Linked DNA regions of Mus musculus: region 1 is linked to region 2. Evidence: chromatin contacts called from public promoter capture Hi-C data. All regions are on one chromosome and are shown on one strand. Each heading gives the region's core, a stretch centred on a gene start, on an enhancer-like site or on the middle of the called end of the contact. The rest is flanking DNA. Distances are from core to core; before and after follow the strand shown.

Evidence for each region. Promoter capture Hi-C pulls out the DNA fragments that hold promoters and counts their contacts.
Region 1: a promoter capture Hi-C map of liver shows a contact between it and region 2, with 3 times the contacts expected there. The contact joins the promoter of Ina here to the promoter of Fbxl15 in region 2. A contact is called at or near these places in 1 of 39 promoter capture datasets (liver) and 1 of 484 Hi-C or Micro-C datasets (embryonic stem cells).

The regions. Positions count from the first base shown.
Region 1 is chr19:47,010,573-47,016,977 of GRCm38.p6, reverse strand. It overlaps Ina (internexin neuronal intermediate filament protein, alpha), which reads right to left and starts at 2,297. Exons shown (of 3, transcript NM_146100.5): 1 at 1,159-2,297. The coding sequence starts at 2,223. It also overlaps a transcript of Nt5c2 not described here.
Region 2 is chr19:46,326,650-46,332,541 of GRCm38.p6, reverse strand. Fbxl15 (F-box and leucine-rich repeat protein 15) reads right to left here and starts at 4,358. Exons shown (of 4, transcript NM_133694.2): 1 at 4,016-4,358; 2 at 3,714-3,867; 3 at 2,949-3,454; 4 at 2,096-2,440. The coding sequence starts at 4,068. The coding sequence ends at 2,251. Psd (pleckstrin and Sec7 domain containing) reads left to right here and starts at 5,386. Exons shown (of 18, transcript NM_028627.2): 1 at 5,386-5,458. Cuedc2 (CUE domain containing 2) reads left to right here. Exons shown (of 9, transcript NM_001164291.1): 3 at 486-629; 4 at 724-785; 5 at 869-996; 6 at 1,076-1,252; 7 at 1,429-1,490; 8 at 1,562-1,622; 9 at 1,708-2,730. The coding sequence ends at 1,854.

The DNA.
Region 1 (6,405 bases), core at 1,048-3,547, 690 kb before region 2:
AGGTAACAGAGGTTTTCAAGTGAGACCTCACAGCCTTCGAGCCGATTAAAAGGTTTTTGTTAACTGCAAAGCTATCCTTGGAGGCAAAAATTGAAGCTATCTACAAGATGAGCTTTGAGTTCATTTAGCCAAGATTGATTGTGTTACATCAAAAAAAAAAAAAAAAAAAAAAAAAAAAAAAAAAAAGAAGCAGTTAATTGCATTGAGGCCTAGACTTCCTAACTGGGACAATTTGGAAACATAATGAAGCAGGAGACATTTCTGCGTTGGGAGGAACAGGAGATCAGCACCTCGGACAGCGCCCTGACCGGTCTCAAGCTGAACGGGCTCAAAGCTTGTTTAGTAGATGGACAAGGAAACTGCGCGTGTGTCTCGCGGGTTTCGTGTGTGTGTGTGTGTGTGTGTGTGTGTGTGTGTGTGTGTGTGTGTGTGTGTGTGTGCGCCCGCGCGCGCAAGGGTGGGGCAAGGCAGTTGTCATTAGCTTAAATATGCTACATCCCACTCCTTTTTTAGAGCAAAACTCAAGAAAGTGAGCCTTCTTCCCAATCCTAAAGCGGACGATACTCTGTAAATATCAATTCTCAGTAAGACTCAGAAAAGACTTCTCAAAGTCAACTAAACAAACCAGATTCTTAAGTACCCGCCCACAGAAGCCATGACCTGCGCCCTCTGGGGACACTTTGGGTCGGCACTGTTCTGTTAGTGTGTCTGTACTCTTGGTGACAGGAAGGCATGGTTACTTTTTTTTTTTTTTTTGACTCCTAGAAAGATTAAAGACTCCTTTGTTAGAAGAGTTCAGACAAGCGACTGGGGGTGGGGTTGTGGCTCCGTGTTACTGCATATGCCTAGTATATGCATGAAGACTTGGGCTCTGTGCCTCAAACTCCCCCACCCTCCAAAATAGAGGGCGAAGACATCAAGGGCTTGAAGAGCTAGCTTCCAGGCACATACAGTCCACATTTGCGGCTGCATGCGTGAGACTTCGTGGTTTTTTTTTTAATTTGTTTGTTTGTTTGTTGACTGACGCCTCTAGTCAACGCTCCCCTCTCTCCCCTTTCCCTCCCGTGGTTTCCTAGGGCACCAGTTTACAGGGAGTGAAGCTATCTCTGTACGGAAAAGGACAGGGCACTCTTTCCTATGCAGCATCCCAGCCCTTACCTGGTAGCCGGCCACCTCAGCGCTGTGCCGCTCCTCCAGTTCCAAGATCTGCCTCTCCAGGGACTCATTGGCTCCGCGCAGACCCTCTATCTCAATGGTACGTGCCTGGAGCTGGCGCCGGTACTCGTGGATCTCCTCTCGGCTGGCTCGGATGGCTTCGGTGCTGCGCGCAGCCTGCTCGTTTAGGTTGGCGAACTTGGACTTGTACCACTCCTCGGCGGACTGCAGGTTCTTAGCGGCCAGGGACTCATACTGCGCGCGGATCTCCCTCAGCGCCGAAGTCAGGTCTGGTTTAGCCACGGCCACGTCCACCTCGGCGGCGGCTTGCGAAGACGCCTGCAACGTGGCCAGGAGCTCGGCCACCTCCTCGTCGTGGACCTGGCGCACGAAAGCCAGCTCGTCCAGCAGCGACTCCACCTTCTTCTCCAGATCCAGGCGGGCCAGGGTGGCGCCGTCCACGTCGCGCTGCTGCGCCTTCAGGGCGCGCTCGGCGCCTTCGCGCCCGCGGCTCTCCTCCTCGCAGCGCGCCCGCAGTCGCTGCACCTCCTCGGCCAGCCCATCGCGCTCCAGCAGGGCCTGCGCGCGCGCCGAGCTCGCCTCCTCCAGCTGCGCGCGCAGCTCGCGCAGCTCGCGCTGGAAGAGCTCGCCGACGCGCGACGGCTCGGCGTGGCGCTGGCGCAGCGCGGCCAGCTCGGCCTCGAGCGCACGGTTCTGCGTCTCCAGCTGGTGCACCTTCTCGATGAACACGGCGAAGCGGTCGTTGAGGCCCTGCAGCTGCTCCTTCTCGTTAGTGCGGATGATCTTGTACTCGTTGGTGCGCGCCGCCGCCTGGCTCAGGTCCAGCCCGTCGGAGGCCGGCAGGCGGCGGTAGGCCAGGCCCAGGCCGAGGGACGAGGCCGAGGAGCAGGCGGCCGTGGAGGCCACATTGCTGCGGGACAGCGACTGCGAGCGGAAGCTGCCCGAGCCTCCCGGCCCGGACAGGCGCGCGGAGAGGCGCGAGCTGTCCCCGAACACCTTGCGGTAGGAGGAGGCGGAGCACAAATAGTGCTCCGATCCGAAGCTCATGGTGCCGGGGTCGGGGCCGGGTGCGCGGCTGCGGCGGGACCTGGCGAGGACGCGAAGGTGCGGCAAGGCTGGGTGCGGCGGGGCGGTGTGCGGGGCTTTTAAGGCGCGGGGTTGGGGCGACGCGCTAGGGGTGGAGCTTCATCTTCAGATCGAGCGGGGAGAGGAAGGGGGGCCTGCGGGGGCGGGGGAGCGCAGTGCCACCGCAGCTGCGCGCCACCGTCCTGGGCCGTCCCTGTCCGCTGCGCCTGTACCCCAAGAATCTGCCTTGGGAATGACCGGAGGGGAGGGAGTGCCCAAACAACCTTGGCTTCCCGGCCGAGCGCTCTCAGCTCTTTGATGGCGTTAGAGCCTGTCCTTTTTTTTCTGCTCTTATCCCCCACGGAGAGGAGGTTTTTCTGAAAGGTGTCCTCTATTCTCATCCGCATCCCAGAGTTCCCAAGGGTAAGGCCCTGTTCCTCTCCACTCTTTACAGGGGGAGCGGGCAACCCCCTCTTTATCTCCTGGCTTAGGCGGCTCCTGGTTCTCTTCGGAGAAAGTGGGACCACTTCAGAGAGCATCCCTCAGTTCCGCCACCACAGGAGATAGGATTCGCAGAAAGAGTGAGATTCTCGGGGACATTGGTGACGAACAAGAGGCTGATTTTTTTTTTCCCCAAGGGTGCAAAGGGTTACCGGGAGGAAAGCGGTCTGTCCTGGAAAGGACAAAGCGTTGAGAATTAGCAGGATTCACCTCTAGACCTCCAGTCACCGTGCGTGCCAGGACCGCAGGCTGCTAGAAAGGCTGCAGGCTTTGGTTTAAACAAACAAAAAGCCCCAAACCAACAACAAAACACATTAGATTTTAAAACGTTTCAAAACTGGATTTCTAGTCAGGAGGTTTCATCTAAACAGAAACTGGATTGATTTTGATCTTTTAATGCCCAGCCCCTGCTACTCTTGAAAGCAGAAGGTTTAGGATGACTGCGGTGGGCGAGTGCCTTTGTTTAAGTGCGTTGTTCCTCAGGGCTCCCAGCACTTCAGAGTCACCCCTCTTACCCCGGTTTTTGTTTTTTTGTTTTTGTTTTTATCTGTCTGGCCCTGCAAGCGTTTGACAATCCATTCTGAATTGGACGGGAGCACCATTTTCTGTGGGGATTAGTCTTTGGACCAAAGACTCATTTCCAGGAGTGAGGCAGAGGAGCAGGGCTGACAGAATTGGCCGTCCTCGCCACACCCGGTTAGGATGGAGTGGGAGCCTGAACGATAGATGGATCTAGTTTACCTTCTATCCTGTGGCACAACTCCAGGAAATGTGAAGCCCTTTGCTTTCTAGTTCCGAATTCCAAACTTACATTTGTTTGTTTTGAAACAAGGCTCCCATTCTGTGCCCCTAGTAGCTAAGTTGGTTTTGCTCTCAGTCTAAGCTGGCCTTGAGCTCCTGGCAATCCTCCTGCCTCTGCCTCCCACATGCAGCAGTCACCAGTGTGGCCCACCATAGCTGGCCCTTATCACCTTTTATGATCTTGGGGTTCTAGAACAAGTTTTGTTTCACTTCATGAAGGGATGTATTACTTGGACAGGACTCTGAAAGTAAGAGAAAAGTCATTTTATGGAACATATCCCCTGGCTTTGTGTCACAGCTGCCCTGTCTCCTTACCATTTACCAAAAACCCGAGCTAAAAACCATGCTGGTTTTTTTCGGGCTCTGTAAGACTCGGATGCTGGAAGACACCAGTGGTGGTGAGGAATTACTGCCTGGCAGTCATGGTGGAGTGCTTGAGTGTGGTTTTGTCTTTCTTCTGGCCGGTTTTCAAGATGGCTGTCATTCCTGGCCCAAGGCCACCAGGAAGCAACGGCATACATTCTTTCCAACACGGAATTTCTCTTAGTTTCACGAGACTCTTGTCATCTTTTGTAGCCAGAATAGGGCTCAGTAGGCTTCAGAGAATTTTGGTCAATAGCAGATGACCGGGGTTATATTTGAAGATCATTGAACTGAGAGGTGATGGGTGTGCATCTCGACCCTCCCTTGCTTACCGTGTAAGAGTGACAGCACCACAGCGCCTCTCGTGGTGGCGGAAGGCCGAGATGGCGCACCTGATTGTGCTGTTCATTCTGCTTCTGGATAAGGATATCTCTGCCATCTCTGGAACTCATACACATTTGCCTCCCAAGTGCTGGGGTTAAAGGAGTGTGAAACCATACCTGGCTGAAATACAATTTTTTTTTGTTTTTTTTTTTGTTTTTGAGGCAGGGTTTCTCTGTGGAGCCCTGGCTGTCCTGGATGGAACTCACTCTGTAGACCAGGCTGGCCTCGAACTAAGAAATCTGCCTGCCTCTGCCTCCTGAGTGCTGGGATTAAAGGTGTGTGCCACCATGCCCAGTGTGAAGATCTATGTATTTATTATATGTAAGTACACCGTAGCTGTCTTCAGACACTCCAGAAGAGGGAGTCGGATCTCCTTACGGATGGGGTTGTGAGCCACCATGTGGTTGCTGGGATTTGAACTCAGGAACTTCGGAAGAGCAGTCGGGTGCTCTTACCTACTGAGCCGTTTTGGCCTTTGAACTACTGATCCTCCTGCTTCCTGGAAAGTGCTGGAGTCACGGGGGTATGCCTCCATCCCCAGTTTATACAGCTGGGGCACCCGAGGCCTCAAGCAGGCTGAACAGACATTCTACCAACACAGATACACTCCCAGCCTCTTTAAAGAAAATTTTAAACATAACATACAAGTAACGGGGTTCATTATGGTGTTTCCTCCACCCCACACTAATTCTTTTAGATAGTGTGTTGCTATGTATCCTAGACTAGCCTTGAGCTCTCTGTATTCCTTCTGCCTCAGCCTCTAATTTTCTTTTTAATTTCTATGTATTTGGGTGTGTATGTGTATATACATGTGTGTATGCATGTACCATGGCACATCCATGAAGGTTGGAGGACAACTTTGAGAAGCTGGTGTCTCCTGCCCCTTGCTAAGGCAGGATCTCTCTCTTCCTATTGCTTAAGTCAGGCTGCTAGTCCACAAACTTCAGAGTAATTCTCCTGTCTCCCAACTCCTGTAAGAGTGGTGGAATTACAGGTGTGTATGTGTCTGAGTGTGTGTGTGTATGTTAATGTGTGTGTCAGCGTGTGTGAGTGTGGGGTGTATATGTGTGTGTGTGTGAGTGTGGGGTGTGTGTGTGTGTGTGAGTGTGGGGTGTATGTGTGTGTGTGAGTGTGGGGTGTGTGTGTGTGTGAGTGTGGGGTGTATGTGTGTGTGTGTGTGTGAGTGTGGGGTGTGTGAGAGTGTGTGTGTGAGGGTGGGGTATGTGTGTGTGAGTGTGGGGGGGGTGTGTGTGTTTGAGACAAAGTCTTATCATGCTATCCTGGTTAGCCCAGAATTCACTATGTAGATCAGGCAGCCCTCAAACTCACAGAGATCTCGTTTCTGGCTCAGAGCGCTGGGATTACAGGTGTGTGACACACCTAGCCCAGCTGCATCCAGTTTTTAGTGTGGTTCCAGGGATTGAAGCTGGGTTTTAGACTTGCAAGGCTAACCACTTTACCAACTAAGCCATCTCCGTGGCCTTTCCTCGGGACACTTTAACACATATATGTCATTATATGTAGATCTTATTCATCCAGTTGTTGGTACTGTTAAGACTCAGATGTTGTTACCTCCATGAAGCCTTCCTTGGTATGTACAATTTAAAATGTTCTGTCCCGCCCATGAACTCTCCTCTTCCCCTTCTCCATCTGTACAGCCTTTGCAGTGCTAACTTGACTCAGAATTACGTTTCATCTGCTGTGATTATTCTAACGCTGATTAAGGGCTCCTTACGCCCATTCTACGTCTACCTTCCCCCCAACCCCCTGAATGTATCACACTGTCAAATTGTGTAATGAAAAAAAAAGTAGAACTGCTTGTGAAAGCTTTTGGCCTGACACCAAGAATGCGATGCAGAAAGAAAAAAAATCAATAAATTTGATTTCATCAAAATTAAAAGCCTTTTGCTCTCTATAAAAGCCTGTGTTAGAAAACTGAAAAGACAAGCTGTAGACTGGGAGGAAATATTTACAAGTCACAGGAAGGGCTATGTATCTAGGATTTATGAAGCGCTCTTCAAACATAGCAGGAAGAAAACATGTTCCAAATACAAAGTAGAAACAAGTCCTGAACCGATTTTTTTTTTTTCCTGAGACAGGGTTTCTCTGTGTAGC
Region 2 (5,892 bases), core at 3,109-5,608:
AACTATTCAGCCCTCTTCTGAGGGAACTGAGTCCTGCAAGAACAGCGAGCACTCTTAACCATGGTGTGTGTGTGTGTGTGTGTATGTGTGTGTGAGAGTGTGAACGCGTGCGCACGTATGCATGTAGGTGCCCATGGAGACCACAAGAGCTGGCAGTATAGGCAGCCACTTCACATGGGTGCTGGAATTAAACTTGGATCCTCTGAAGAACAGTCAGCGCTCTTAACTCCTGAGCCATCTCTCCAGCTCTGGGGAGTTGATTTGTATTTGCTTAGATGGTCTTATCGCTCATATTGTGTCTATCACCTACACTGTATTGATGGAGGACTAAGCTGAAGGACTTGGGAGGAAGTGGGCCTCAAGGACTGAGCTGACTCAGGCCCCCATCCCCCACCCCCAGTGAAACTGTGGAGTGAGGTCTTAGGCTGGGTCGGGCTGCTGCACACATCCAGTGTCCTGCCCTGTGGACTTGTTCTTTCCTACAGTGGCTTGGATGAAGTCATCTTCTCCTATGTGCTTGGGGTCCTGGAGGACCTGGGCCCCTCAGGACCATCAGAGGAGAACTTTGATATGGAGGCCTTCACTGAAATGATGGAGGCTTATGTGCCTGGCTTTGCCCACATCCCCAGGTAAGGCTTGGGTAGGGCAAAAAGGAGGGGGCGGGCCTGGCTGGCTGGGGTTGGGGCAGAGTGGTCCCCCTCACCACCTTCTCTGCCCTTTCAGAGGTATAATAGGAGACATGATGCAGAAGCTCTCGGTGCAGCTGAGCGATGCTAGGAACAAAGGTGAGTTTGGGGACCTGGTATTTGGAGGATTCACATCCCCGCCCGAGCCCTGCCAAATCCGATACCCTCTCTGCCTCTTGAAGAGAACCTGCACCCACAGAGCTCCTGTGTCCAAGGTCAGGTGCCCATTTTTCCAGAGACCCCGAGGCAAGCTGAAAAGCTCGAAGAAGAGAGCAGGCCTCCCGCTGCTCCCGGGAACACCCTAGATGAGGTACTGCGAGAGGACCCACAAAGGGCCTCGGGGTGGGAAGGGAAGAAGCGGAACCGACTGTTGGCCTTTGTGCCCACAGGCAGCTGCGGCAGAAGAACTGCCAGGAGTCGATGTGCTCCTGGAGGTCTTCCCTACCTGCTCTATGGAGCAGGCCCAGTGGGTGCTGGCCAAAGCTCGGGGGGACTTGGAGGAAGCTGTGCACATGCTGGTAGAGGGCAAGGAAGAGGGGCCTCCAGGCTGGGACGGCCCAAGTCAGGTATCCTCTCTCAGCCCCCCCCGCCCTAGTAACCTCAGCTCCATTAGGCCTTCTTGCTAAGTGCACAGCCTGCCTGTCCTCATCGCTGCCCTTCTTGCTAAGTGCATACCCTGCCTGTCTTCATCTCTGCTCATGTTGTTACCACTGGGCTTAGCATAGGTCTCCCGTCTCTGCAGGACTTGCCCAGGCGTCTCAGAGGCCCCCAAAAGGATGACTTGAAGTCTTTCATCCTTCAGAAGTAAGTCTGGGCTGGGCAGGGCCTTGGAGGGTCTTCCAGGTGGCCGGAGCTTCACCCAGTCCGTTTGGCAGGTACATGATGGTGGACAGGGCGGAGGACCAGAAGACTCACCGACCTATGGCTCCCAAGGAGGTAAGAGGGGGTCTGCAGCTGGGGGGTGTGGAATGAGCTGTGCCAAGCCCTGGTTTTCGTCATTCATTGCTTGATTGCCTGACAGGCCCCCAAGAAGCTGATCCGATACATCGACAACCAAGTAGTGAGCACCAAGGGAGAGCGATTCAAAGATGTCCGGAACCCTGAGGCCGAGGAGATGAAGGCCACATACATCAACCTCAAGCCGGCCAGAAAGTACCGCTTCCACTGAGACAGTGCTGGATCCTGCCGAGCACTGCTGATCCCAGAGGGATGCAGACACCCTCCCATCCACCCTGTCCCTTCTGGAGGCCCTTGCTCTAGTGTTCTATTCTTGGGGCTTCCTTCAAGAGCACAGTAAAAGTGGTCCAAGGAAGGTATATGCTCATTCTGCTCATTTCTGCCCCCAGGGCAGGGAAAAAACCTGTCTCTCTGACTAGTTCCCAGCTTCCCGTCCCCTATGCACCACGCAAGAAGGGGTAAAAAGCTCTTTATTTGAAATTCCAGGGTGGGACAGGGGATTTCACAGGCCTGTCAACCACAGGCCCCCACAGTTCAGTTTCCCTATGGCTCAGGGTCAAGCCCGGGCTACACAGTCCAGCTGTGCTCCCACCCCAAGGAAAGTTAGTCAGACCTGTAGGTTGACAAAGGGTGCGAAGCCTGCCATGTCCTGGAGTAGCACCAGAGCCTGGTGCAGGGGTGGTTCCACGTCGATGTCCACACCACGCTTCCGCAAGCGGCTCAGGCTCGGTTCAGCCACATGGTGGCAGTGCCGCACCCGCAGAGAGCGCAGCGCCGGGCAGTACTCGGCCAGTGTCCTGAGGGAGGAGTATGGTGATGCTAGGTGCTGAATCTCACGGTCTGGAGGGCCAGCCCTCTAAACCCGCAGCTGGCTCCAGCAAGTTCTAGCTTTCCCTCCAGCTCAGGGTCTGCTCTTTTTTACTGTACCTAAAGGAAGGGGCCAGGAAGGAATTACAGACTCCAGGCTCATTTGGGGTTTCTGGTTCTTAGAGAGTACCAATCCATAGTTCCTTCCAGTGTTTCTAGATTACCCACCTTGTTGCAGAAATGCCAGAAATCAACTTTATGTGACATTTCTCAGTGTGTCAATCTTGGCTCCCAAGTCTGTTTATTTTTTGTTTTTGTTTTTTTTTTGGGGGGGTTGTTTTGGTTTTGGTTTTTGGTTTTGTTTTGTTTTTAATTGTACACTTTCTAGCCTAAAAAATGCCAGAGGTCTTTCTAATGGGTCTTTGACAAGTACAACCCACCTCCCTATCCCCAAAGTGACTGCCCACTTCCTACAGTACCGCCCCCATGCCCAGGCACCTGACACCGTCGCTTCCGACCCGAAGGCAGCCGGTGAGGTCTAGGTGCTCGAGCTGCGGGCAGTTTCGAGCCAACTCTTGAACCGCAGTGTCCCCAACATTGGCGTTGACTGCTAATGAGAGGCTGCGGAGGCCCGCGCCGCGTCTCTGCGCCAGGTACACGATGGCCTCGTCCTTGAGTTGACGACAGGCGGTGAGGTCTAGCTCCTCCAGAGCCGGGCAGCGGTCAGCGAGGCCACGCAGTGCCAGCCCGTCCACCCAGTCACAGTGAGCGAGGGAAAGGCGCTGCAGACGCGGGCAGCCCTCAGCCAGCGCCCCCAGGGCTCGGCGACTCAGTTGGCCGCAGCCGGCCAGCGCTACGCTCCGGAGCTGTGGATTCCGTGCCAGCACCGGCACCAGGTCCTCGTCCGACAGCCATTCGTGACACGGAGCCAGCGCCAGCTCCTGCAGCCCCTCAGCATCCCGCAGTAGCCGGGCTAGTGCCGCCCGTGGAATCTGTGGACCCACCTACGGGCGGGAGACACGGAGACTCAAGTCTGTCCCCGGGGCGGGCCACTGCCTGGCAGCCGCCTAACTTCGGGACTTTGCCCCCTGCCCTCCCAGAAGGGACACCGAGCTCCCTCCGAGCCGCTGCCCTCTGGAATTCTCCACGTCTCACCCGGGGTCGGGAAGGGTTTACCGCGCAGCAGGGGCTGGCCTGGAGGCGGGGCGACGGTGGTACCCACGCGGGGGCGTGGCGTGGGCGTGGCTCCGGGCCCCGGCTCACCTGAGCGGCGTCGAAGCGGCGCAGCCTCGCCAAGTGCAGCTGAACGAGCGCCCGGAAGGCGCGACTGACGCGCTGCAGCCGGAGCAGCTGGCGCAGCGGGACCCAGTTCAGGACGTGCGGGAGCAGCACGTCTTCCCAGGGCAGGTCCAGGAGCCTGAGGGGGAAAACGGCGTTGACGTCCCCGGGCCGCTGTTACGTGCGAGTCCTTCTGTTATACCCGAGAGTCCCGGCTGGCAAGAGGGATCCGCGTCCGGCCCAGACTCGGCTGCCCTCCCTCCCTAGGCCCCTCCAGTGCTCGGTACCTGACAGCTCCTGGTTCTTGCTCCCCTCCGGACTGCTCCATTGGTGGCTCCATCGCTGTCTACTGCGCGTGCGCAGTAAGCTCCACTCGCTTTGGCCTTGAAGCGGCTGCGGCGAGCCCGCCTCCTTGGTCGGAAGAGACAGACCGATTTAATCGAGTGCGGTCTCACTGAGAATCCTTGTCAGGAAGCTTTTCGGATGGATCCCGAAACTGAGGCAGAACGGACCAGTGATGTACCATTAGATGTCTTCTCAGCTACAGGGCTTGAAGCCCGAGGCTGGAGTAGCGGCGAGCGAACACTGCTTTCGGTCTCCGTTGCGGGCCAGTAGCCGCCTCTGAGTGGTGATGGGAGGAGCAGACAAGGCCAAAGGCAGAAGGGGCGGAGCCAGGACTCCTAGGTTACCCAGTGCCTCCTTCTGTCCTCTGGTCGCCTTTAAGCGACTTTGGAAAAAGAAAAGGGGGAGAGGCTGCCCAGACTATAACTAGCTGGTATGTACTAGGTGCTCAATAAGCAACTGCCAAAAGACTAGATTAAATGGGCGACGCTAGGGCTTTTACTCTCAAGCACACTTGTTTAAACCTGCCATTTCTTGTGAAATGCACAATCATGACATCCATCTCTTTCCACTTCAGGGCAGCGTAGTCCGGCTCTTTGCCTAAGGACAAAGGACTATATAGGACCAGCCAGGTCTGCTTTCCAGCGGTCCAGAGTCCGAGAGGAATTGCCTGCTCAGTGCAGGCCACTAGCCGTACTGCTTTGACTGGTCCTGGATTAATTGTAGGGACATTGTCTTCCCAAAGCTCAACCACTAGGCTCCCCTTTCACTGCACCCCCAGATACTAAGCCCAAGTCCCTCTCTGGAGAACCCCTGGCGTAATATTTTCCTCCAACATCTGAGGTGGGTGTGGGGCATGCGAAAGACTGTAAGACCGCTGCATCCTATCTACATGATTGCGTGCCCTTATGCAAACATTTCAGCCGCTTCGTAACGAAAACTGCTTCCCATCCTTATCAGGGGTTTGGGTACATCAGCAAAGGTAGGAAGGACCGTCCATTTTAAAGACAGGCAAATCGAGGCTCTAGGGAGAAAGCTCCCTAACCAGGATCAAACGAAGCAAGGATAAAGAACCCAGAAATCCTGGTTTTCCCAGAATTCCTTCTACACTACCTCATTACTGAATTGTAGCATAAAGAGAAAAGCCAACTAGCACCGGAAAGACACAAGAGGGTGAAGGTGGATGAGGGGATTGCTTCCTCGTCTCAGTCTACTTGGGGAAGGGGTAGCCTGGAAGGATCTCTGCAAGATTGATGTGGGCGCGCACCACCTCCGGGCGCGCGCCTCCACACCCCCCCCTTTGTTCGCGCCTCTGCGCTTGCGCATTACGACAAATCTGGCGCTGTCCCCTTCAGCACCTCGCGGAACTCGCGCCACCCCTCCCCGCGGTGAGCCCCGCGCACCCCCGCTTCGAACGTCCTCGCACCCTCTGGCCACCCGAATCGACCCTCTCTTTCTTCCCAGGTCATAACTTGCCGGTCTTGGCCTTCCAAAGGAGAATAGTTACCATAGTAACTCGTGTGGCGTTTTCCTAAAAGAGCCAGACCCTTTTCCACCCTGGCCAAGGGCACAAGGTTTGCCTGTGCTTCTTGTCCCAGTCTCGGGGTCATCCCTTCTAAACTCTCGTCCCTGAAAAGGCGGGACGATTAACCTAGGCAGTAAGGAAGTTCCTCCTGGAGTCTGATTTATCCTTCCTCTGCACTCCGGGTTGGGGTTCAGGACAGGACTCCTGGGTCTGAGGTTCAGAACCCCAAAGTGTTTATGACTGCATTCGCTTAATGTCCCTTCCATAGTTGGGTCTTCTGGTTTTAGGGGGCGGGTC